6 separate regions of the Mus musculus genome follow, and regions 1, 2, 3, 5 and 6 are each linked to region 4. The links are chromatin contacts, called in public ChIA-PET, HiChIP or PLAC-seq and promoter capture Hi-C maps. All regions are on one chromosome and are shown on one strand. Each heading gives the region's core, a stretch centred on a gene start, on an enhancer-like site or on the middle of the called end of the contact. The rest is flanking DNA. Distances are from core to core; before and after follow the strand shown.

Evidence for each region. Promoter capture Hi-C pulls out the DNA fragments that hold promoters and counts their contacts. ChIA-PET counts read pairs in DNA pulled down with a chosen protein or histone mark. HiChIP or PLAC-seq counts read pairs in DNA pulled down with a chosen protein or histone mark.
Region 1: a contact with region 4 is called in an H3K4me3 HiChIP or PLAC-seq map of embryonic stem cells, with 5 times the contacts expected there. The contact joins the enhancer-like site here to the promoter of Dars in region 4. A contact is called at or near these places in 2 of 39 promoter capture datasets (the C10 cell line and cranial neural crest), 1 of 484 Hi-C or Micro-C datasets (bone marrow-derived macrophages), 7 of 115 datasets of contacts at active chromatin or transcription factors (double positive thymocytes, embryonic basal ganglia, embryonic hindbrain and 2 more) and 1 of 9 other capture datasets (macrophages).
Region 2: an RNA polymerase II ChIA-PET map of memory CD8 T cells shows a contact between it and region 4, with 391 read pairs. The contact joins the enhancer-like site here to the promoter of Dars in region 4. A contact is called at or near these places in 5 of 39 promoter capture datasets (the HPC-7 cell line, cranial neural crest, hippocampal neurons and 2 more), 2 of 484 Hi-C or Micro-C datasets (B cells and nephron progenitors), 15 of 115 datasets of contacts at active chromatin or transcription factors (CD8 T cells, the SCID.adh cell line, bone marrow-derived macrophages and 11 more) and 2 of 9 other capture datasets (adipose tissue and liver).
Region 3: a promoter capture Hi-C map of cranial neural crest shows a contact between it and region 4. The contact joins the enhancer-like site here to the promoter of Dars in region 4. A contact is called at or near these places in 6 of 39 promoter capture datasets (the C10 cell line, cranial neural crest, liver and 3 more), 3 of 484 Hi-C or Micro-C datasets (CD8 T cells, bone marrow-derived macrophages and nephron progenitors), 19 of 115 datasets of contacts at active chromatin or transcription factors (the SCID.adh cell line, bone marrow-derived macrophages, craniofacial prominence and 12 more) and 2 of 9 other capture datasets (adipose tissue and macrophages).
Region 5: an H3K4me3 HiChIP or PLAC-seq map of bone marrow-derived macrophages shows a contact between it and region 4, with 3 times the contacts expected there. The contact joins the enhancer-like site here to the promoter of Dars in region 4. A contact is called at or near these places in 4 of 39 promoter capture datasets (cranial neural crest, embryonic stem cells, hippocampal neurons and 1 more), 2 of 484 Hi-C or Micro-C datasets (the G1E-ER4 cell line and nephron progenitors), 11 of 115 datasets of contacts at active chromatin or transcription factors (the SCID.adh cell line, acute myeloid leukemia, bone marrow-derived macrophages and 8 more) and 2 of 9 other capture datasets (adipose tissue and macrophages).
Region 6: a contact with region 4 is called in an H3K4me3 HiChIP or PLAC-seq map of bone marrow-derived macrophages, with 4 times the contacts expected there. The contact joins the enhancer-like site here to the promoter of Dars in region 4. A contact is called at or near these places in 5 of 39 promoter capture datasets (the C10 cell line, cranial neural crest, hippocampal neurons and 1 more), 3 of 484 Hi-C or Micro-C datasets (bone marrow-derived macrophages, germinal center B cells and nephron progenitors), 2 of 115 datasets of contacts at active chromatin or transcription factors (the SCID.adh cell line and bone marrow-derived macrophages) and 2 of 9 other capture datasets (adipose tissue and liver).

The regions. Positions count from the first base shown.
Region 1 is chr1:128,857,787-128,861,550 of GRCm38.p6, forward strand. No RefSeq gene overlaps it. Among named protein-coding and RNA genes, the nearest start is that of Gm23056, 26 kb to the right of the region's middle. Within about 2 kb of position 2,440, at least 10 of the 459 cell types and tissues checked have an H3K27ac peak or open chromatin away from gene starts, as enhancers often do. A contact at or near this core is called in embryonic stem cells, where this site is marked.
Region 2 is chr1:128,765,110-128,769,233 of GRCm38.p6, forward strand. No RefSeq gene overlaps it. Among named protein-coding and RNA genes, the nearest start is that of Gm23056, 120 kb to the right of the region's middle. Within about 2 kb of position 2,047, at least 69 of the 459 cell types and tissues checked have an H3K27ac peak or open chromatin away from gene starts, as enhancers often do. A contact at or near this core is called in B cells, CD8 T cells, the SCID.adh cell line and 4 more, where this site is marked.
Region 3 is chr1:128,801,374-128,804,968 of GRCm38.p6, forward strand. No RefSeq gene overlaps it. Among named protein-coding and RNA genes, the nearest start is that of Gm23056, 83 kb to the right of the region's middle. Within about 2 kb of position 2,253, at least 37 of the 459 cell types and tissues checked have an H3K27ac peak or open chromatin away from gene starts, as enhancers often do.
Region 4 is chr1:128,415,536-128,419,404 of GRCm38.p6, forward strand. Dars (aspartyl-tRNA synthetase) reads right to left here and starts at 1,881. Exons shown (of 16, transcript NM_177445.5): 1 at 1,617-1,881. The coding sequence starts at 1,682.
Region 5 is chr1:128,745,099-128,749,087 of GRCm38.p6, forward strand. No RefSeq gene overlaps it. Among named protein-coding and RNA genes, the nearest start is that of Gm23056, 140 kb to the right of the region's middle. Within about 2 kb of position 2,288, at least 37 of the 459 cell types and tissues checked have an H3K27ac peak or open chromatin away from gene starts, as enhancers often do. A contact at or near this core is called in the G1E-ER4 cell line, the SCID.adh cell line, acute myeloid leukemia and 2 more, where this site is marked.
Region 6 is chr1:128,710,083-128,714,173 of GRCm38.p6, forward strand. No RefSeq gene overlaps it. Among named protein-coding and RNA genes, the nearest start is that of Cxcr4, 120 kb to the left of the region's middle. Within about 2 kb of position 2,814, at least 114 of the 459 cell types and tissues checked have an H3K27ac peak or open chromatin away from gene starts, as enhancers often do. A contact at or near this core is called in the SCID.adh cell line and bone marrow-derived macrophages, where this site is marked.

The sequences.
Region 1 (3,764 bases), core at 1,190-3,689, 440 kb after region 4:
GATATGTAGAGTCTCAGGTGTCTATCACAGGTGGACTGAATGTTGTGAGACCTACTGGTATACCACGGAGTCCTGATTTGAACCCATCTATCGTTTACCTTGTCCTCTGGATTTCTCCCGGTGCCGCCAAATAAATGATGAACTGCTATTGTCAATTCCTCAATGGCATCTCAAAGAGTCAGTTTTCAGGGTACCTATGGTCCAGCCAGTAGATGTTACAGGTACTCAAGGAGAAGGGCAGGGTATCCAATGGGTGAATCATCCAGGGTATGCTCGTGGGCCCAGTTCTCAGAGTCTTCGGACTTGCTGGATAAGTCTGTTTGCATGCAGTTTCTGTACCTTTTAGATGAAGAAGAAAAGTAGGCAGAGCACTGATGTTCATCTCTGCTTCCTGACTATGAACCCCACGTGACCTCCTGATCCCTGCCAAACCTCTCTGCCTTCCCCACCAGGATGAGCTGTGTCCTGAAACTGTGAGCCAGAATAAACCCTTCTCCCATGACAAATTGCTTCTGTCCTGTATTCTGTCACAGCAACGAAAACAGTAACTAACAGAGATCATCAAGGATTTAAGCAGGATGTTCCTAGGTCAGGTGTAACCATTTCCAACTTGGCTCCTCCAGGAGAATAAAGCTAAACCTCCTGTGCAGAGGCTTATTTGAACATAAAAAAATGTTTAAAGTACAAATTCAATTTTTCTACTTAAATATTTGGAAATGTTTATTTTGGCATTTCATTTAAATTCAATATTTAATACCTTTCTTAAACTTTAGTATTTTATTTCTCTTCAAGTATAGGCAAAGGATAATTATGTTTTTCGTATTCCATTCTAAACTGCCTTTAGTCTACTCCAGGCTTTGATATAAATGTTACAAATTTCTCTGTATGCCATTAAATAAACTATATTGGAATGTTTTAAAAAACCTCTCTGGGGCCTGCGGATATAGGTGAGTGAGTAGACTCCTCACCTGGCACACAGACACCTGGATTTGATCCACAGCACCACATAAATTGGGCATGGCAGACTACACCTGGAATCTCAGAGCTCGGGAGGTTAAGGTAGGAAGGTCAGGAGTTCAAGGCCATCCCCAGATATATAGTAAGCTCAAGGCCAGCCTGGGTTTCATGAAACTGTCACAAAAAACCAAACCCAACACAAACCCAGCATTCTGAAGCCATCAAGCCAGTACTATACAGCTCACCCATTTTTAAATGTACAATTTAACATTTGTGACAATTTCATGAAGTTTTTGCAGACACAGAGAAAAACTAAAATCAAGACACTTTTTAAATACAATGGTGGGAACACCAGGTGACCGGGCTACAGCAAAGTGGGGGAGCCCTCTATTACAGTCTTTAGATATTATCTCATGGCATGCTTAGCCTCTGGATTGGTGGAGGCTATGGATCTCTGTGCATTCTGAAAAGATGTATCGATTAGTCACAAGATTCTTAAGTCATACACTGAGCTGGGCAATCAATGGCTATTTAGGAGGCTATGAGAGACCAGAATAATTTGGCTCTGGATCTGAAACATTTCAGCCAGCTCTCCAGTCATTGAAGTTTGAACCAGTCAGTCAATCATCTTTACAGAGTGTTCGGGATGGGTGTGTCCCTCTCCTGAAAACCTTACTTCCACCAGAGTGGATCAGACTCTTCAGTGGGTAAGAACACAGGGAGGACGGCAGCTCTGGGTTTCTGAGCCAGTTTGCATCTCTGTGCCTTGGTGTCTACTCTGGCTGCCTGCATGATCCAGTCAAGGCATAAGAAGCCTCCACAGGGGGCTTCTCTGGTATACATCCTGCATGGGAATTCTGAATCATAGAGTCTGCCCAGGCAGAAGAGCCCTCCCCAGAAATACAGGGAAAGGCAACAAGCACACAAACTGTCTTTACTACTCCTGGAGACAGGTATGCAGGCAAGATGGCTTCTCTGGGCACAGGAAAAAAATGCAGAGGCTTAAAGTAGAGGCATCAAGCTGCTTTTGAGTGCACTTAAGAGCTTCGCAGATTTGGAGGCCCCACTTCACTAATAACAGCACTCTCCCTGGCATTACTTTGCCAACCCTGCTTCCTACTTTTCTGCTCACTAGCCCTTTCCTAGAAGCCCACAATTAAGGTGATGTGAAATGCTATCCAAATGCCACCGGACAGCTTTCTGGTGGTGGCTCCAATTAGCATATGAAGGTCTCCTGGTAACAGGGGACCCTCTGTAGGCAATTTCTGACCCAGGTCTCTCAGTAGGTTTCACGGCTGGGGTGGACACTGTGTTTTTGTGCATACATGGGTTTGGAGGTTTCTCTGCTTCTCTGGGCTCCCGATCTGATCCCCAGGTGTTGGGGCAGAAACTTTAGCCCCAAGGAGTGACACACCCCTTCCATTCCCTGGGTATTTCAGGGCCAGTCTAGGCAGAGCTTCTTTGCTGTCTAACTGTATTGTTAATTAACATAACAAATCTTCCCAGCTGCTGACTGGGGTGGGGGCGGGCGTCCCCCAATTAGTGCAAATCCTCAAGCGTCCCCTTGCCTTTGTAGTAATGAATATTTTGAGAACGGACCAACCCTGCTCTAAGGAGATAAATTCCCCTTCACCCCAGTTTAAAGCGCGTACTTCCTCTCAGATTTTTGGCTTTGCTAAGTAAGCCATCATGGGGAACCTGATTACAGAAAGGGATAATACCACACTTGTCTCATCTGGGTTTAAAAAAGACAAAAAGGGATTGTGAGCACAGAAGGGCAGCGAACGTCTCCAGAGGACGTGATTCATTTGAAGGTGTTGTCTTCTTTTCAAACCAGGATGAGGAAAACTGGGGGGAGTGGAAGGCTAACAGGGGGCTTAAGAGTGTAAACATTGTGTCTAGCAAGTGGAGGCTTTTAAAAAGCCCTCTCTCACACTTGGTTCTACACCACACACTCAGCCTGCACAGCTCTAAATCACATTGGGGGCTCTCAGTCTCCTGGGCTGGTGGTGAGTCACACAGTAGCAGGGACACTTGTACTTCTGGGATGGGGGTCAGCTGAGCAGCAGCCTGGGTTGGGAATCTCCAGCAGAGGGTGGAGGCCACAAGGGACTGGGTAGCCCAGAGCACAGGTAAATTTTGGCTGTCCTTCCTCAAATGCTAGCCACCATTCTTTTTTTTTTTTTTGAGTCAGGGTCTCTCACTGGCCTGTTAGTTGCCAAGTAAGCTATTGCCACCGACCAGCAAACTCCATTCTCCATACCCACCTCCCCAAGGATGCTGGATTTAGAAATATGTGCCACCTAAGCTCAGCTTTTTCTTAGGTAGCTCATGGGGGTGGGGAGTGGGGGTCAAACCTGTGTTCTGTTTTTTTGTTTTGTTGTTTTTTTCTGTTACTGTGGTAAAATAATTTGACCAAAAGCAAGTTAGAAGAAAAGGCTTGTTTGACTTACACTTCCATTTCACAGTCTCTTGTAGAGGAAAATCAGAGCAGGAACGTGAAACAGGAACCATAGAGGAAAGCTGCTTGTTGGTTGCTTTGTAGATGGCTCCTGCTTAGCTATATCCTTAGTCCCACCTTTCCTGGGAACGGTGATGTCCATACTTGAATAACACATCCCTACCCCCCACTCCCTGAATCTTTTTTTTTTTTTTTTTTTACAGGTGACTCTGGCTGTGCTACACTGACATTAGCTAACTAGGGCATCATGTTTTCAAAGCAAGCATTGGGCAATTATTTTGAAGGACAGATAGTACAGGATATGTTAGAAAGGACTCTGTCTCCTGTGCCTTCCTAGAACTGCCTA
Region 2 (4,124 bases), core at 797-3,296, 350 kb after region 4:
CTCCTCCTCCTCCTCCTCCTCCTCCTCCTCCTCCTCCTCCTCCTCCTCCTCCTCCTCCTCCTCCTCCTCCTCCTCCTCCTCCTCCTTTTCCTCCTTCTCCTCTTCATGGATTCTGGGGGTTGAGATCAGGTCTTCATGCTTGCACAGCAAGCTCTCCTTTGACTGAGTCATTTCTGAAATCTGTGGACTTTTAGTTTGTTCGAATTTTTTACCGCATCAGCAAATGTCTACAAGTGACTTTAGCAATTTCATTCCTGGTGGCCAGTTGGTGTCATAAATGAACATTGTGTTGACATATTTCACTTATTTGGTGCTTTTTACATCCTTAAAGTGCCATTGCATATATTCTCTTCTGAAAACCCAGCTAGGCAGAGATTACTAGCCCGGTTTTAAAGATGAGGCCATGGATGCACAGGTCAGTTCTCTGGATGGAAGACTTGCACTTAGGGCTCGCTTTCTTTTCTGCTTCTCCTGACCTGTTTCTTCCTCTGGAGAATGGTGCTACGGGGCTGCATTTACAAGACTATAAGGGGACCCTTGGGGGACCCTGACCAACAAGGAATGATCATTCATCCCCTAGTGTTGGAAATCCCCACTGCTCCTCAGACTGACAGACACTACTGATAGTCCCCGGAACTGTGAGTCTCCCAGTAAGGTATGACAAACCTCAGGCCCATGTTTTCAGATAACTGTTAGTGGCCACAGAAGTTCCCCCAAGATGGTTGGTTAACCTTTGTCAAATCTGTTCTGACTCTGTGTGGGCAGCTGGGTTTCACCAGGAGGGCACTGAAAGTACTTGCCCAGACAGTCCAAGCCTAGAGCCAGGAGATCCCCACGTCTTCTTCCCTCCCTCCTGCATGGCTTCATAGCCTTCCTCTCTGACATATAAAATATGATATCTTTGACATATGTTCCTGAAAACTGTATACAACACTTGCTTCCAAACTTCTGTAAGGGGGGATCAAAAGAGGGTCCAGAAGCTTCTAAAATACAGATCAGAAGTTCAGTGGCAATATCAGTCGGATGAACTGGTTTTTCTGAACGATTTCTGCAATTAATACCATGGAATAAAGGAAGATTATAGCTTTAAAAACTGGATGTGAGAAGATAAATGTCTCTTTATTTTTCATTGATCAATGAGTCCCTGTATTCCAAAGAAGGTACTGACCCTTGCTGGTGTCATGAACTTCAGTATAAAAGAAGGGGAGGAGTGGGTTCAGTCAATAAAGGGCTACCCAGGCAAACACGAGGAGCTGGGCTCTCTATGCCAACACTCGTGTTTAAACAAAAAAGCTAGAGGTAATGATACGTGCCTGTAATCTCAGCACTGTGGAGCTGGAGCAAGGAGGAGCCTGTGGCCAGTCAGTCTATCCAAATCAAACCAGCAGCTCCGAGTTCAACAAAGTGCCCTGGTTTTTTTTGTTGTTGTTGTTGTTTTGTTTTGTTTTGTGTTTTGTTTTTTGTTTTTTTTAAGGTGGAGAGTTATTGAGGTAGACACCTGATTTCAACTTTTGGCCTCTGCATGCTTGTGTGTACACATATACACACCCCAAAGCAAACAAGGAAGGGAGGGAGAAAGAGAAAAGGAAGGGGGGGGGGGAAGAGTTGCTTTCCTTTGTGTGTAGAGTGGACTGCGAGCAGCTAGGCTCAGAGCCATGACTTGGAGAGCCTAGGCAGATGGCTTCATAAACACAGTCCCTGGGCGGCAGAGGTTTGGATGGTCTATCAAGATGAAGAGCACAGGCTTGAAGCTGGGATATCTGTTTAACGATGAGGCTAGACTGTAGGGAAGTCACACGTTTGACTCTGTGTTTAAGAAAGGTCACACGTGGAGAATCTTGTATCAGGTGGCTAGCCCCCGCAGAAGACCTCACAACATAGGTTTCAAGTACCCGTGAACCTCAGATAGATACATCCTGTTTTCTTTTTTTTCTAGCCTTTCAAAAGTGGTATTCAATACTCGAGAAAACCTCAAAGCTTTAAGTTGGCACTAGCCAGCCCAATTTAAGGTCAGGTTTTGCATAGAAGACTCAGACAGGAAGCAGGCTGGTGTAAAAGCAGCCAGAAGGGTAACGAAACAATACCACTCCATCCACCGACTATGCATGGAGATGTGCTATGTCATCTGATGGTAGCTTTGTTTTCCCTTAGCAGTTTCATTTGTGAAAGTGACTACTACCCTTTAGCACGGCCCCTAAGATGGCTGTGTGTAGAGCAATTTTAAACCAGCAACATGGTCGCTCTGGTAAGGAATCACATCCAAAAACATCCAAGGTCTATATGATCTGGCTGGAATGCAGGCATTCCCTGGATTATAATATGATCTGGAATATAGATACACCCTTAGTACTCACCTTTAATCCCTAACAATGAAGTAAGGTTAGTTTGTAGAAGGAAGCAGCCATGGTCAAAAGTGATGTTTAATTAGGGGATGGTCAAAGTGACAAATCAGAGAAAGGTTTGGCAGAATGAGTCAGAGATAGGATGTGCCCAATTCTCGCAAGAGCAGGCAGAAATGAGAGGCGGCTTAAGAACAGTGCAGAGAGAGCAGCAGTCACTTCAGTCTATTGAGAGCCAGTGGAGTGAAGTCAAGTTCATGGCAGTTCATTTGTTGGCCTTTCAGTCCATGGAGTTCAGAAGCAGTTTTTAACCAGGACAGTTTTACAGAGACAGGTTTCAGAGAGAACAGCGAGACACAGGTGAAGACAGAATGAGCTAGAAGACGAGAGCAGATTACCAAAGTTAGTTTGAGGCCAAGCAGAGCAGAGCAACTCAGTCAGAAGCTGAGATTGAAGCCAGATTGAATCAGTCAGTTTGGAGAGGAATTTGGTCTAGAACAGCTAGTTGAACCAGCCAGCTAGAGTTCAGAAAGAACTAGAAAGTGAGGGTTTACCGGGCATTAAGCCACAGAGATGACAATTACATCAGGCGAATGAAAGTTACATTTACAGCTGTACAATCCTTCCGAATGAAAGGAAAGTTTCACTCTGTAACCTGGAGTCCATTCTCAGTCATGACTGAGCCGTGGATGGCTTGAGCAGGTATTGCAACATCTAGTCAAAGCAGAGTACAGTCTTTTATCTCCTTGGTGCGTGTTTGTGTGGGCATGCCTGTACATGCACATTTACGCATGAATGTGGAAGTCAGAAGACAACCTCAATTGCTCCTCATGGATGAAGCACCTTGTTTGTTTGAGACACTGTCTCTCCCTGAACCTGGAGCTCCTTGAGTATGGAGGCTGCCTGGCTAGCCCCAGGGATCCTGCTGTCTCTACTTCCCAGTGCTGGGGATAGCAGGTACACTCCATACCATGCATGGCGTTTTCCGTGGGTCCCAGAGGAAACATCGCCATCTTTCCAAGGAGGGAAGGAGTCAGATCGGCAGGGTGTCATCTTCGCCGTGTGCCCGTTATGGTTTTATGACCCCAGAGTATCATTCATCTGTGACAAGTCTGTAGGCTGGCCTGTTAGATTTTAAACTGTTGAATTTTCATAATCTGTTTATGAGTGAGTCTGTTCCCCACTGGTTATGACTCAGGAATCACAAGGAGTGATCTGGAAAAGTGGATGATTTATGAGAATAAACAGCCAACTCAGTTGTCCCTCTCAGACCAGACAGTTTAAAGCAGAACTAGAGACCAGGCGCTTTGATCTTTTAAACAAGCTTTTTAAAGAGCATGCGTTAATGATCTATAATAATGGTTTCATTATGCCATTTCTGTAAAGCGTATACTTTGGTTGTGTTTGCCCTGTTGCTCTCTCCTATCTCCCCCTACCCACTGCTGCTTTCTTTATTTACTAACTTGTCCCCTCTTTATTTTCACCTCTGTTTTCTGTGAGTCAATGAGTTGGATTAAGATTGCTTATAAGATCCTGGGTGAGGGCTTTCTCACAGGAGCACCGGTGAGAGGTTACGTACAGGGGTCCAGGTGAAGAGATCCTTATGAGAACACAGGTGAGAGGTCGCCTGGAGGAGTATCAGTGAGTGGTCACTTACACTATCATGGGCAACTTGCCATGGCTACACCATGGAAGAAAAAACGGGTGAGACTTGGATTTCTAAGCAATGTTAACCAGTGTTAAAATGTCTTGGGCCAGTTGGTAGGACTTATTAACAATAGCATA
Region 3 (3,595 bases), core at 1,003-3,502, 390 kb after region 4:
GGAAGAGAAAGGCTGAAGTCTGGTGCCAGCTGGAGGAGAAAATTGTCTCTCAGGAAGTTATTTCACACAGTTCTGATAACTTGTCAGAGAACCTGGAAGGAGAGACTAGAGTGGAGATGCTGCTGCCTGTGTCAGCGAGGGGCAGGACCACATCTTGACCAGGGATGCTTAGTTATGCATGTCTCTTGCCCTCCATTTAAGTGTAACATTCATGTCAGGACCCCAAAGGTAGATGGAAGGGAGTGGTGTCTCTGGACCTCTTGTTCCTCTTCCCAATCTGGCTTTTCAGTGTAACTTGTGTTTTAATTGGTTTATTCAGGACAGGTGGGCTAGGAGATGCCAGAGCATAGGCTCTGACCCTACTAACCATAGTAATAGTGGGGTCTACGATGAACCCCCAAAAGTGTCAGGTGCTGAAACACAATAGGCATGTGATTGTGTTAGGCAGGAAAGCATGAGGAAAGGATATGGCCACTAGGATCTCCCTCATGAACTCAGTTTTAACACAAAGCAAATACGTTCCATCTGTTCCTCTGTGAGAACAGGGTCTGTCACTCCCAAGGATGCTCAGGTATCATCTTGGAGGTGGAGAATGAGCTGTGACGAACCTACCAGTCCCTTTATCTCCGACTCCCTCCCGAGTCTCTAGAGCTATAAGACAACAATTTCAGTTCTTTGTCAACAGCCCAATGCCAGGTGTTTGGGCTTTAAATTTTGAGGTGATTAAAAAAGATGGTCTTGGGTGGGCTCTCCTCTGATGGGGCTGGTGTCCCTGTAATAGAAGAGAGTTGGGCGTACTGGGAGAGACCAGGGAAGTGCTCACAGAGAGACCAGAGAGAGAGAACAGCAAGAAGGTGCTGTCAGCTAAGAGGCTGCTTCTGAAGCAAGCAAGCCTGCTGCTGCCTCTGTCCTCACTTCCAACTTCCAGAGCTATAGGAAGTTTCTGCTTAAACCATTCGATCTCTGTCAGTGGGGTGTCTGTCTGTCTGTCTTTATCTCTCTCAATCTCCCTGTCTGCCTTATTTAGGGCTTCTACTGCTGTGATAAATGCCATGACCAAAGCAACTTAGGGATAGAGTTTATTTAACCTTACACTTCCAAGTGTTGGTCCATCACTGAGAGAAGGCAAGGTGGGAACTGAAGGCAGGAACCTGGAGGCAGGACCTGAAGTAGAAGCCTCTCTCTCCTCCCATAATGCCTCCCCCCATCACTCTGCCCCTTCCACCACCTTCTTTCTAGTTCTCTCTGTTCCCATCTCCATCCATCTGTCTTTATGTATCTCTCTACTTCCCTCTTTCCAGCTCTTCCTGTCTCCCTCTTTCTTCCCTTCTCTTCCTGTCTCTGTCTCCCTCCCTAACTTTTCCTCTTTTTACCTCTTTATCCCAATATCTTGGTCCATGTCTCTTTCTATATCTTGTTCTCTCTTTCCATCTCTCCATCTTTATCTCATCTCTTTTTCCTCTATCTCTCTGTCTCTGTCTCTCTTTCTCTCTCTGTCTGTATATCTATCTATCTATCTATCTATCTATCTATCTATCTATCTATCTATCTATCTATCTATGTCTGCCTCTTTCCCTTTGTCCCCATCCCCAAACAACTGAAATCTCTCTACTACCCACTCCTGGTAGAATTCTCCCCCCACCCCCTTTTCCTAGTGCTTTTCCTAGTCCCCTTTGGACCACAAGCTCCTTGAGAGCCACACTGCCTGGCTCATTTCTACATTGACAGCATCTAGCATGGCAGTGAGTATATCTCAGGCTTAGGGAAGTCAGATATGAATGAATGCCTTATCAGTGGGATGCTTTCTGGGAGTCCTGACTCAGAGCAGGGATGTCAGACAGGCAGGACTCAGAGGAGGGGCTATCCAGTCCCTCTCCCACTTGATTGGTCCTGGACCAATCCTGCAATTTTTCCAGTCTCCCAGCCTCTCAGTCTCCCAGTCTCCCAGTCTCTCAGCCTCCCAGTCTCTCAGCCTCCCAGTCTCTCAGCCTCTCTCTCATCCCAAGGGTTTGACTCCCACCCTCCCAGCCTCTCAGCCTCCCAGCCCAGGGCTTTAGCTTTTATCCTCCACCCCCTTCATCACCACTTAATGACATGCAGAAGATGTGAATTCCCCTAAGCCCAGTTGTGTGGTCCTCTCCTCAAAGGCTGGCTCCCCACCCCTCGCTCCAGCAAGTCCCTTTGGAGGGTCTGACAGACAGTCTTCCTTTCTCACCCCTCCAGCTGGACCCACTCAGGGAGCAGAAGGATTTTTCTGGGAACTGAACAGGGAGGAGGAGCCAGGCAAAGCCACAGAGGCACAAGCTCGGGCTGTCTGTGTTCTGCGCCTGATGTCCAAGCAGGGCTCCAAGCCACCCGGGTGAGGAACATTGGAATGGCAAAGGGGAAGAGACTGTGAACAGGGCCATGTTTACCCAGCCCAGCCCGCTGGGAGACCGGCCTGGTGGTGGCCAGCCTCTTAGCACAAGGAAGCCCTCTGGAGAAAACAGCTTTCAATGAGAAAGAAGCCAGGCAGACATGCCTGGCCATGGATGAAAGCCGCAGGCCTCAGAGGGTGGGCGGCACTGAGGACAGGCTGGATCTCACGCCTGGGTCTGTGCCATTCTTAGGAAGGACCCCAGGGAATAGAACTGGCTTGGCACATGCAGAAGGTAGACTCTCCTCTGGATCTGGCTCTCAGGGCACTGTAGGGGTTCCTACCACCCAGGAAAAGGTGTCAGACATCTGAAGCAGCCCCCTGTAGTGGCTGAGAGATCTGGAGTCTCCAGGGAAGTGGGGAGTGACTTGGGGGGTTGCCTGGGGCGCAGGGACAGTGTCTAGGACCTATGGCACAGGTCACAGCTACACTACAGTTTCTTTTAATCAGAAAGAGGAGCTAGGGAGCTGGACCAGTAAGTACTACAGTGTTTGCTATGAACACCCAAGGACTGGAATTCCATCTCTAGAATACCATGGGGACAAAAGCTGGTGGTGGCAAATGCTTGTAACCTTAGTGCTTGAGCAGTGGAAAGGCAGAGACTGGGGCATCTTTAGGGTGTGCTAGCCAGCCATTCTAGCAGAATGGCCAATCTCCAGGCTCAGTGAAAGACCCTGTCTCAAAAATAAAATAAAATAAAATAAAATAAAATAAAATAAAATAAAATAAAATATTAAAAAAAAAAACCCTGAGGAGCACAGCTGATCAGATATTGACCTTTGACTTTCAAGACTGTGCTTACCTGCACACATGCATGAGTGCGCGCGTGCATGAACACACACACACACACACACACACACACACACACAGAGAGAGAGAGAGAGAGAGAGAGAGAGAGAGAGAGAGAGAGAGCAATTTGAACTTACGAGACATAGCAAAATGTTTCATTGGTACAATTCTATTTCCACATTATCCCAAGCAGGCAAATGTGGAGAAAGTAGGTTAGTGGTAGCCAGGTGCGGAGGAGAAAGGAGGAGGAACTGGGTTGGGGGAGGGGGTGATCTACAGTGAATTCGATTTACCTGGGAGAGTCATGAAACTATTCTGGAAAGAGCAGTGAGGGTCGTCCAACTTCATGAATAGCCTCAAAAGCCCTTAAACTGTGCACTTTAAAAGGTT
Region 4 (3,869 bases), core at 631-3,130:
ATGGAAATTTGTTCACTTATGTATGTGCTTACTACAAAGAAAAAAAGCACCCAGTTTCTGGTTATATATTTATTATATTTACATATGTGCATAGATATATCATGCATAATAGTACTCCCAGGTATAACTTACACATGCATAGAATGCTTCTTAACTACCTTATTCCAAGGGAGATTAATCTACTTCAAAGAAGAGATATAAATTTGCCCTGTGAAGGGAGTAAGATGAAGTCCTACAGTTTTATTAACTTCCTATCACAGGAAGAGGTGTTCAAAGAGAACCAACGCTTTGGGTAAGGTTTCTGAGCACCAGATGTTCACTTGTTAGAAATCGGAGCTGTTTGATACACGCTAACTACAACTTTCCTTTTGTAAAACACGACCAGAAAATTCACCTGCCTCCTATTTCTACAACTAATAACAGGTTACATAGTTTGAGAATGGCAATATTATCAAATTTCATGGAGTAAGTTAGGAAGAGGAGCTGAAGTTCAGGCTATAAACTACACTTATTAAACAGTTACGTAGTCTTTCATTTTATCTTACCTTACCTCTACAATGTTCTTAAGTTCCTTCCATTTATTTATAGAACTCTATTATAATGTCTACCATATACTGTATCTTATACCTATACTACTTACAATGGTGTGTTGATAATTTATACAATTAGACACACTAACACACAAAAATAATTTCCTTAAATTTTTTTTTAACAAGGTAGTTTTGAAAGATGTCTGAAACAGTTTCTGTTCTTCTACATTCTCTTGTTGAAATTGTTTCTTCAATATGAGAGAACTGTCACATAATGGTATGTGCCATAAATAGGTGGTGCATTTGAACCAAAGGGGGGTGAAAATAAGAAAAAAAAGTGTTATTGTTTCTATTTAGTACTCACATTTCAGCAGAACTAAATAGTAACTTATTATTCTGAGTTATGATGTAGTTAGCAAATGCTGAATTCCTCCACCAAAAAATTAGGAGCCAGGAAAAGATTAAGACTTAAGTATTACTACAAACACCTAACTTAGAGGATTTCAAACCTTGACTTCTGCAAAGTGCTATGGATCACTGAGGGTTATCTCTGGGAATTGCACTACCCTACCTCACAGAGTCACTGAGAAAGGAAACCAAGATAACACGTGTTGGCAGCTGTCACAAGGAAAAGTCATTAAATACACTGGCAGCTCGTGCTGCAAAGGGCTGTCTTTACTGGCCAGAACATTATGAGGGCTGAGGGTATCGATTAGTGGTGCTTTATCAGAAATGTCCGGGGACTGGGCTGGTGTGTTCCGTGCAGGACGTGCTAACCTAGGAAGGCTCGAGTGAACCTCGCCGCAGCTACTTCCGGTTCCGCGAGCGCCCACGTTTGCCTGTCCCCCCACCCCCAGGAACACGGTTCTTCCAGGCCACGGTCCCAAGAGTTAACAGTCCCGAGTAGTTGAGGCCGCGAGCCCAGGCACGGCCCCTGGGGTCCTCGGGAGCACTGGCCTGCGACGCGACACCCCACGCCGCGGCCTGCGAGTAAAGCGCTGACGGGAGCTACGGAAGCGGCGCCCGGATCGCCCCACTCCCTCCCTCAGCGCACTCCCCGACCCGGGGGGAAAGGAGGAAACCCACTTCCGCCGCGTCCACGATCTCCCGCGGCTTCTCCTGACCCTTACGGCTGGCGTTGGTGCTGGGCATCAGGACACTGGATTTGGGGAGTGGATACCACCCTCCCTCGCAGGCTTCCGTAGGACAGGCTAAGAAGCGGCTCCCTCCCGCACAGTCTCGCCCTCCCAGCCCGGGTTCTAAGCCCCCAGTCTCCGCGTGGAACCTTGGCTTCGGAAATATCGCGAGAGCCACAGCGAGCTCTCGCGCGCCGCCGCCAGCTCCTCCCTCTGCCCCGCCCACGGGAGTCATGGGGCGTGGCCCAGAAGTGGGTGTGGTCTCGCAGGATAGGCTCCGAGGAATCTTCCCTGCAGAGCCTCTTGACATACCTACCCTCTTGGTCTAACTTCATTCCAGTTAATTGTCTTCCCCTTGCTCCCAGAGTCCCTCTTTTTAAATTTAATTCTAATTATTTTAAAGACAGGGTCTGTGTAATGCTGTCTGGCCTGGAACTCACGAGGATCCTCCTGCCTCTGCTCCCTGAGTGCTGGGATTAAGAGTGTGAAACACCACGAGCTTGCTTACTTGTATATTTAGAGACAGGGAGTTGGGGGTGGGGTGAGTATCATTGTTTCACCCTCCCTGGCAGACAGCTTGTCTCGCGTCCTGCCAGCTGGGATCTCCGCTTTTGGAATTGATGCCTTCACTGCCCTGTGGAAGCCTGTCTCTTGGGTCAGAGGAGGTCTCTGGGCAACCTGCTCTGTGTGGGAAGGCAGGATGCTGTGTTAGAGGTAGGCAGGTAGGCTCCTAAGGCAGGATGGAGTACTGTTTTAAAAGCAATAGCCTACAGGTTTTCCTTGACTTGTTGTGTTGTGAAAGGCAATGCATAGTATAGTGTTGGTTGTCTAATGGGTGAATCTTCCCTAAATTAGACTTTTGAAAAATGCTGTCGTTTTTATTGAATGTGGGCTTTGGTAATTCGGGCCTGCAGTTAACAGCACTCAGGAAGCAGAGGCCAGCCTTGTTTGCGTAGTGAGACTCTATCTTAAAACAACAACCAAGAAGGAAAAGTTTGTTGGGATGAAATTTGAAGACTTGATTACATACTACTTCCGGTGCTGGACACAAGCTTTAGCCGTCTTTGTCACATTTTAGCTGTCTGTAGTGTCTTATCTTGACATAAAATGTCATGGTCAATACTTGTTAACAGGATACAATTGGACCCTCCTCCCCAACCCTACCTTATCCCCTCAAATGAAAGCTCTCTGGGAATAACTTTACTTAGATCTGGAATCCAGGTAAGATTTTACTTAGATCTGGAATCCAGGTAAGATAGATATGGTGGCTCCAGAAGTGTAGTTTACTATGTAGTTATAGGTGGGGGAAAATATGGTTCAATTAACTCATCAGTGGTTATAAATATGTGCTTTGTGCTAAGCGTTATATAAACCATTGGCAATAAAATGATTACTGATGGTTCTGGCCAGGATCCTGAGCTGATCTTTCTACTTGACGCAGGCTGACTGCCGAGAAGAGACACATCTTAATCTGCTACTGTTTGCTCAAAACAGAAGAATGTATTCATTCCTTAGGGAATGATAGTGAATACTTATGGTCAATAGCACATTCCATTATAGTCAAGGGATTCCAATGCAGAAAGCATCTGAATTGGCTCCATTTCTAAAAGAAGTATTTATTCTCTTAGCCTTAGTACTAATGTATGCCCTGATCGACAGAAGGCAACATATAAATTCTATTGTCATTTGGTAGGGTGGAATTGTCATATTTCAGTGTGTCCACAAGACTCCTTTTGTTTGTTTGTTTCTTGTTGTTTTCCTGCATATGTCTTACTGTGCTCCTTTGCTTTGATAGAATATTCTTATTTAGGTCATAACTTTGGAGTAACGATGTAAATATGTGTAAGAAATATCAACTATGACTTTTTCTATCGAATACTGTAAAACTTGTGTTTAAAACCAGGAATTCAAATCTGTTTATCTCCCTTTCCTTACAAGACTTATGAAAATGCTTTAGTTCCCTACCCAGTAAAACCTTTGTTTACACAAAGGCTCCATGCTCTAGACTAGGAATTCAATGGCCTGGAACAGTGACCCTTTTCTCCTTGGAGCAGTGACCCCTTCCTGCTTCTTCCATTTCCTGTGCACCAGTTCTTTGCAGACTAGCCAACTGAATAAGACTGTGAGGTCGGACCCCAGCCAATGGGGAAAAGACACAGCTGAGGTAAAATAAAAACCAAATGTACTTCCTGTGTTGGGATGT
Region 5 (3,989 bases), core at 1,038-3,537, 330 kb after region 4:
TCCAATGAACACAAATGATCCAAATGTTTAGATAAACTATGTTCTAAAATGTTCCACAAAAATATGCAATATCTGAGACATGTTTATGCTATAAAAGTATTTGATGTTTATCTGAAATTTGACTTTAAGTAGGTATCCTAGTTAGGGTTTCTATTGCTGTGATGAAACACCATGACAGAGAACAAGTTGGGAAGGAAAGGGTTTATTTGGCTTACACTTCTACATTGTAGTCCATCAGTGAAGGAAGTCAGGGTAGAAGCTGCTGCTGCTGCTGCTTAGTGGCTTGCTCCCCTTGGCTTGCTCAGCCTGTTTTCTTATAAGACTCAGGACCACCAGCCATAATGAATTGGGCCCTACCCCATCAATCACCAGTTAAGAAAATGCTCTACAGACTTGCCTAAGGCCCAGTTTATGGAGGTATTTTGTCAAGTGAGGTTCCTTTCTCTCAGATGATTAGAGTTTGTATCAAGTCGAGGTAAAGCTAGCTCACTAGGCTTCCAGCAACTTTTACTCTTTGCTTCTTGGACAAGCAAATCTGCTCCCATCTCTTGCTCTTGCATGGCCACTGTTTGCGCATTCTTCCCTGGCCTGTTTCCGTTTGTCACTCTCTGGTTACTTTCTTATATCTTAATTCCATAGATATGCTTTCTAGCTTCCTTTCTTGCTTTGAACTTGGCTGTGGAAGGGCTTCTTGTCCATAAAGGATTTTATATTTTTCTCTGTCTTTCTGTCTCTGCCTCTGCCTCTGCCTCTCCGCCCCCCCCCTCTCTCTCACACACACATACACACTGTCCCTTATCAGCATAATAATATCAATAGTCATATTTTGCCTCATGACTGCACGCACTGTCTGTCATCCTCAGAAGACCTTAAGCTGGCTGGTGTGACCTGTTCTCACTGTGTGAATATGCACACGGAGGTATTGTATGCATGGCAGCATCAGGTGCTAGTCCTCAGGTGCCTCTACCTGGCTTGTTTTGAGACAGGGTCTCTCATTGGCCTGGACTGGTTGATCTGGCTCAGCTGACTGGCCAGGGATCCACCTGAGCCCTCCTCCCCAGTGCTGAGGTTACCACTCACCACCACATAGGGAGTTTTTAAAATGTGGTTTCTGAGGATCAAACTCAGGTCTAATGTGTTCAAGGCAATTGCTGTACTGAGCTTTCTCTGAAGGTCTCACACTTGATGCTTTGGTTTCTCTTAGTGTCACTCTAGGGCCCAGAGAAAATATTATTGACTCAATTTTAAAACATACAAAACCATTCTTTCCCTCTAGCGCCAGATGAAGGGCATTGTGGTGATGTTTTTGCTTTAATTTCCCTCCCTCCCTCCGTCCCTCCGTCCCTCCGTCCCTCCCTCCGTTCCTCTCTCATTCTCTCTCTCTCTCATTCTCTCTCTCTCTCTCTCTCTCTCTCTCTCTCTCTCTCTCTCTCTCTCTCTCTCTCTCTCTCTCTCTCTCTCTCTCTCTCTCTCTCTCTCTCTCTCTCTCTCTCTTTCTCACAGCATGTGTGACTGCAGGGCCAACAAAGGCCAGAAGGGGGCGTTTAGATTCCTTGGAGCAGGAGTTACAGGTGGTTGTAAGCTGCTAGTGTGGACGCTGGGAACTAAATCTAGATCTTTTGCAAGAATACTTAACTGATTCTTGCCAGGACTTCCTCATACCCCAATCCACAGGCACACTTTCCAGCCTCCTCTCTTGCTTTTCTTTGCTGTAGGGGGCTTGGAGGGCACTCTTAACTGCTGAGTCATCTCACCACTGTGTGTCTTACTTGCTTTCAATCTGTTCCCCTTTTTATAAAAAACAAACCCTACCATTCCCTCAGTCTCCATTTCTGCAGTTTGGAAAGGTCTTGCCAGAGCTACAGAGCCAGGCTTGGAGACGTGGCCCTGGCTGATCAGTTAATTTCATCTTCTTGGCAGGATGCAGTTCAGGGATGGTGAAGTCCCAGGTTCATATAAGCCCCTTCCCCATGTTCCTGAGAGGAACAAGTTGTAAGTCTGAGCAGCTCATAGCATTTTCTCCCTAGAAGGAAACAACTGGGAAGCTGATCTGTAGGCTTAGATTTTCTTTTAATAAGTGTTCTCAAACGCTTAGACATCCCCCTCCCTGTTCTAGCCCACTATCTCAAAGGTAGGAGAGAAAAGATGGTAAACAGCACAAGGGGATGTGGACCTGTTTAGAAGTAGTTCCTTGGGGGTGATTTTAATCTCTGTTTGTCAGGATACAGCAGTCTAGTTCAGTAGTGACAGGGTAGCAAACACGAACCAGCAGTGGTGGCGTGATCTTGCAGAAACTGCCAGGCCTCTGCCAAATCAGCATGAACAGCGACCAGGACCAGCCAGGATGCCCGGAGTTCTCTGCCATGCATCTTTCAACTGCATGGAGATCAGCAAAGACGAAGAGTGGAAGAGAAGAAGGAAGTGTTGCAAACCGAGCTATGCAAGCGTGCCATCACTGTCCATGGAGTCCTATTTATACTCTGCCCAAACATCGCGTGTCCTCCCATGGGTCTTGCCTCAGCAAAACACCATGTGCGTCTGCATCACGTGACAAATGGAGACACTTCCAAGTCACAGACTCTAGCCAAATCCTTGTGAATAATCCTCCAGGTGAGACTGTGAGTGAGTCCTGAGGCTCTCCCTGATGGCACAGTGCTCAGCCAGCACATGGGAGGCGGATATCCACAAAGATTCAACCTTCTGGTGCCTATGACTTTGCCCATATCTGCACTGTTGGGCCAAGTGTTGTGATCGCAGCGCAGCTCCAGAAAGACCACCCCAGGCCAAACAGATCCACGTGAGGTTTATTGAGAGAGAGAAAGAGAGAGAAGGGCAAGGTGAAAGAGAAGGTGGGGGAGGGGGAGGGAGAGGTCGATCAGAGGGGCCTTCCTTTTATATATGGATAGTGACCTAGCCACAGGTAAAGGTGGGAGGTGAGCCGAGTGGATTATGGGAATATCGTGTCTGTTACCTTGGCAACAAGTATGCAGGTTGTGCTGTTGCCTATGTGATGTTACAGGTTTCAGAGGTCCTGATACCAACACCAAGTGTGTCCCTTCAGAGGGTTTCTGGTTCCAGACCTCCACCCAGCCTTCTCCAGGTGGCTCTGCAGACCTGCCTTCGGGAGAATGGAACTTCAAAGCCACTTCCCCACTAAAACTCAGCAGCCATGACTTTCCATAGGGCAGGAGCTTCATGTTCAGGACACGTGGTTTCCTCTCTGGGCTGATTAGCCAGCAGTGAGCCAGTGCTGGCTCCTGTGTTGCCCTCTGCATAGGCCGTCACAGGAGGTAAGGACCTTTTCATCTCCTTGGGACTTGTCTTTTTCTTTTGACTTCACCACAGGGTTTCATGTAGCCTAGGCTGGCCTTGAATCCACTCTGTAGCCAAGGATGCTCTTGAACTGATCCTCCCTTCTCCACCTTCTGGGTGCTGGGATTACAGGCACGCCCCCACCACACCTAACTATACATTGCTGGGAGTGGAACCCAGAGTTTTGTGCTCACCAGCGTTGATGCATCTCATTACACGGACTTCTAGCCTATTGCTTTCAACAGTGTGTGTCGGGTTGCATCCCTTCCTTCTGTATTTTGATGGTCCAGTCCTCAGGCTGAGTGCCCTAGGTGGCCACTAATGCAAATCAGGTTTGAATGAACCTCCTCTCATGACTTGTAAATCTGTGTGGGAGTTCCTTGGGGCTATTTACACACCCAGAGCTGGAGTAAGTTCCATACATAGTTTCGGGAGGAAAGGGCGAATTACCCACTGTAGGATTGTGCTAGTGTTCCTTTCTCTCCGGTCATGCTGAAAGAACACGTGGGACAATAGTTGATTATCAGCCAGTTTAAAACATTTTAGTTATGTAGTATGAAGTAATATAGTATTAATATTTTCTCTCACCTCCCCTCCCCCTCTCTCCCTCCTTCCTTCCTTCCTTCCTTCCTTCCTTCCTTCCTTCCTTCCTTCCTTCCTTCCTTCCTTCCTTCCTT
Region 6 (4,091 bases), core at 1,564-4,063, 300 kb after region 4:
CTATGCAAAGTAACACAGAAAGGCAGGCCAGCTATTCAGGATGGCCCTGAACCCTGAAATCCCCATAGTCACCGCCTTCCATTCATTGAGTACTAAGTTTACACATGCTAAGTGAACATGTGTTTCTGGGGCGAGGTGCTGGGGACTCCAGGATGCTGAAAAGTGTTATTAGGAATTTAGCTCAATGGTAGAACACTTGTCTAGTAAGCACAAGACCCTGAGTTCAGTCCTCAGCTCTGATTTAAAAAAAAAAAAAAGAGGTGTCCATTTGTGATCCCAGTGCAAGGAAGGCAGAAGAAGACAAATGGCTTTCTGGAGCTCCCTGGTCCACCAACCTAGCTTACTTGGTAAATTCTAGTCTCAAAAACCCAAGGTGGTCAGCAGCTGAAAAATAACACCTCAGGCCACCTCCAAGTGGCCTCCCCCCACCTCCCCGCTCTCTTTTCCCCTCTCTCCATCTCTCCTTACCTCTCTCTATCTCCCTCCTAGAACCAGAAACAGAGTCTCTCAGTAGGCTGTAGGAATCTGTTTAAGGTGATTTAGAATCATCATGTGATTTCTGAGGCACAGTTGGTTTGAAGACCCCCTAAGTCTCCAGATTCACAATGTAGCAAAACCTCTTGACAGGAGTCAAGGCAGAAGCCTGTGAGGGGTGCACTGCTCTATCCCCCTTGTATTGGATCTACTATCTTCTGAGTACCCTGTAAGCATGTCTCTCCAAAAAGTCCCTCTATATAAAACTACCCTAGGCAGTCAGCTCCCAGAGGGCAGGGCTATGTCTGTTTTCCTCACTGTTCCCAGTGCTTACAGCAGGGCTTGGGACCTAGCAGGTACCCAACAAGTATTGAATCCATCCATCTACCTACCTACCCACCCATTTGTTCATCCCTTTCTCCCTCTCTCCATCCATGTCTCCATGCATTTGTCTATCTGTATAGCCATTCATCCGTGCATCCATCCATTGATTCCTTCTTATCTTCCCCCTCCCTCTTTTCTTTGATTCTCTTCAGCCTGTGCTGTGTAAGTCAGCTTTTTGTCTCATGACGTAGTGTGTATACCTGTGTAGGAGGCAGGCAGGGAACACCATGCTTGGATGAGCACTCTCTCAGTGCGCTCAGCTTCAGGTCCTGGACTGTGATGAGCAATGGGACTGGGGGCTGAGTTGTGCTAGAACAGTGGAGAATAGGCCACAGTGTGTGTTGTCTATCTCAAAACAGACACAGGCCTCCTCCATGTGAGCTTCTGAGAAGGGAGAGGTGGCTGGCACTGGGCCATCATTAAAACAGCAGCTGACCTCCTGTCAGACACGGTGAGGCTCTGCAGACCTCAGCTCTCTCTAGCTGTCCCCCGAGACATTCTGAGAGAGGGCCATCCATCATAGGGTCCCCTGGGATGGCCACTGGCGCTTGTCTGAGACTCAGTTATGGGGTTCTGTTTTCAGCTCTGATCTTGTCACATTCAAGCTGTCAACTGTACAGACCCTGAAAAGCCAGTCAGAGAACCCTGGGGATAGGTGCTCAGTAGATGACCTTGAGGAGATTCAGCTGAGTGTGGGACTGTGGTGATAAGAGGGACAAATGAGAAGAAGCCACTAGGCCAGCTGCCATTGTGCTGGTCTACCCCACCCCTTTATGTTCATCCTCCGGGGATGGGTAGGCAGCTGCATTAAATCTGTTTTGCCCTGGTACCCTACCGGTGGCCTCTCTTGCTTTCTGATAGCCTTTACCCTTTACTGGGAATACAGAAGGTGATGGAGCGGGATACACGAGTAATGCTACCTAGAGCTGTGCAATCTTGTTCTTGTGTAGTTACTTAATGTCTCTGACTGTGTCTCTTGACAGAATGGTTAAAATGGCAGGGCAGGGTGTACCACCTGGCATTTGAGACTCATTCCATCAGCCCACAGCAGACCGTTCAATCCCGTTGTCATTTGCACAGGGATGGAACACAGAACTGTTTGGATTCTTACTGTTTTGTCTCAGGTAAAGAGGTTCTGGAGCTGTCCTGCCCTGGTGTTGAGCGCCAAAACTAGGGCCTTGCCCTTGCTAGGTAAGTCTTCTACCCCTGAGCTAAATCTCCAATCCCAGAAGCATTTTAAGTTAGACATGTTGCCTGTGACCTTCCAGGGGCTGTGTTAGGGATGAACCTTAGTTGGTAGAGTGCTTGCCCCGCATGCACCAGGCCCTGAGTTCCATCCCAGCACCTTATACATCAGATGTGGTGGTCCAAGCCTCTATATAGCCCCAGTATGCAAGAGGTGGAGGCAGAAGAATGGAAAATACAGGGTCATCCTTAGCTGCAAAATGATTTGAAGCCAGTGTGGAATATTTAAGATCTGGACCAAAATAGAATAAACAGATAAACAAACAAAAAATAGAAAAACAAAAACAAAAAAAATCCTCCCCAACCAAAACATAAAACATAAAAAATAAAAAATGAAAAACAAAACAAAAAAGCAGAAACGTACCTAGGCCTGCTTAAGGAGGGAAGTTAGGAATCGGGGTGCGGATGAGGATAGGTGTCTATCAGTCTCTGTTCCCTCCTGGTCTCTTACATCACTCACAGGGACTGAAGAACACTGGTAGCCATAGGTGTGGGCCCAGTGACTCCTCACGGGGCACAGCAGGGCAGTGTGCTGGCTTTTCTGGCTCTCCTCAGGCTGGCTCTAAGGCAGGCAGGAGGCCATCTCAACTGGGGCTGTGGGAAGCCTGGAGCTGGGCGAAGAGCTGCTCACATTAGCTACAGGGCCATAGCAAGGCTCAGAGTCTATTTGGGACTGAGGAATCAATGCTGGGAGGGGAGGGAGGAGCAAGGCTGGATGAATGCAGCAAGGACCCTCCCACATCTTCCAGAATGCTTTTCTGTACCTCCTGTAGCATGGGCCCCACAGCTACTCAAAGGCATCTCCACTTCCTCCTGGCCCAGCGTTGTGAAATGTCCGTGCAGAATGGAAACCCAGACACCACGCCCTCTGGGTTGAGACTCATGCAATCTCCGGTCCTGGTCAGTGAGTGACGTGGAAGCTTGTTTGTGTGTGGGCTGTTCCCACAGCCAGGTACCCCATGATAGTTCAGCCCCACCTTACTCTCAGAGGAAGGCACGGCCCTATCTACTTTGGCCCTGGATCATAGCAGTGACAGGGGGTGGCGTGGTAATTTCCCCCTTTCTTTGTGTCATATAGTTTAGACTACATTCATGGTTTCCAAAACACAGTTTTATACACTACTGGCCAAACACAAGCTGATTTTAGATACTATATGACTGAATCTTTTTATGTACTTATTTCAATACTTAACTAGCATGTCATACATATGATTTCATGCTTGTTATTGCCTGGCAAAAGTTTCAGTTTATTTAAGTAAAAAGGCTGAACATAAACAAGTCGAGTCAGTTAAAATATTAGCAGATTGGACTGGAGATGGGGCTCAGTGGGTAGAGTGCTGACAAGCACGCATGAAGCCTTGGGTTCCAGCCCCCAGCACCCCCAAAGCAAAGTGAGGTGATGCATACTTAGAACTCAGGAGGTGGAAGCAGGAAGACCAGAAATTCAAGGTCATTTTCAGATACATAGTGAGTCTGAGGCCAGCCTGGGCTATGTGAGATGCTGTCCCAAAACCAAACCAAACCAAACCAAACCAAACCAAACCAAACCATACTAAACTTTAGTATGGGAGATAAAAATGTCAACCACATGCATATCTTATAAAAATTTCTGTTTGTCACATTGATTAAAAATCAAACAGATGGAAGCAATTTTAATAATGTAATTGATATGTCTAAAATACTTTTGTATATATAATAGCTAGAAAATCATTGAACAGTTTTATGTAACATATATGCATATACACATTATATGCACATATATATGCATTACAATATACATGTTGCACACACAATATGTTGTAAAAATTTGATTGTGTTGCTATCTATGCCAGACTTCAAATATGACCTAGCCCTATTTCAGAAACACAGAGGCCACAGTTGGCTGGAAGTACAGGCTTAGGCTCTCTGTGGATTTGATGTTATTGTTTCTATCTTAAATGTAGCCCAGGCTACATTTGGTATGCATGGTAAAGAATGGCTCTCTAGTC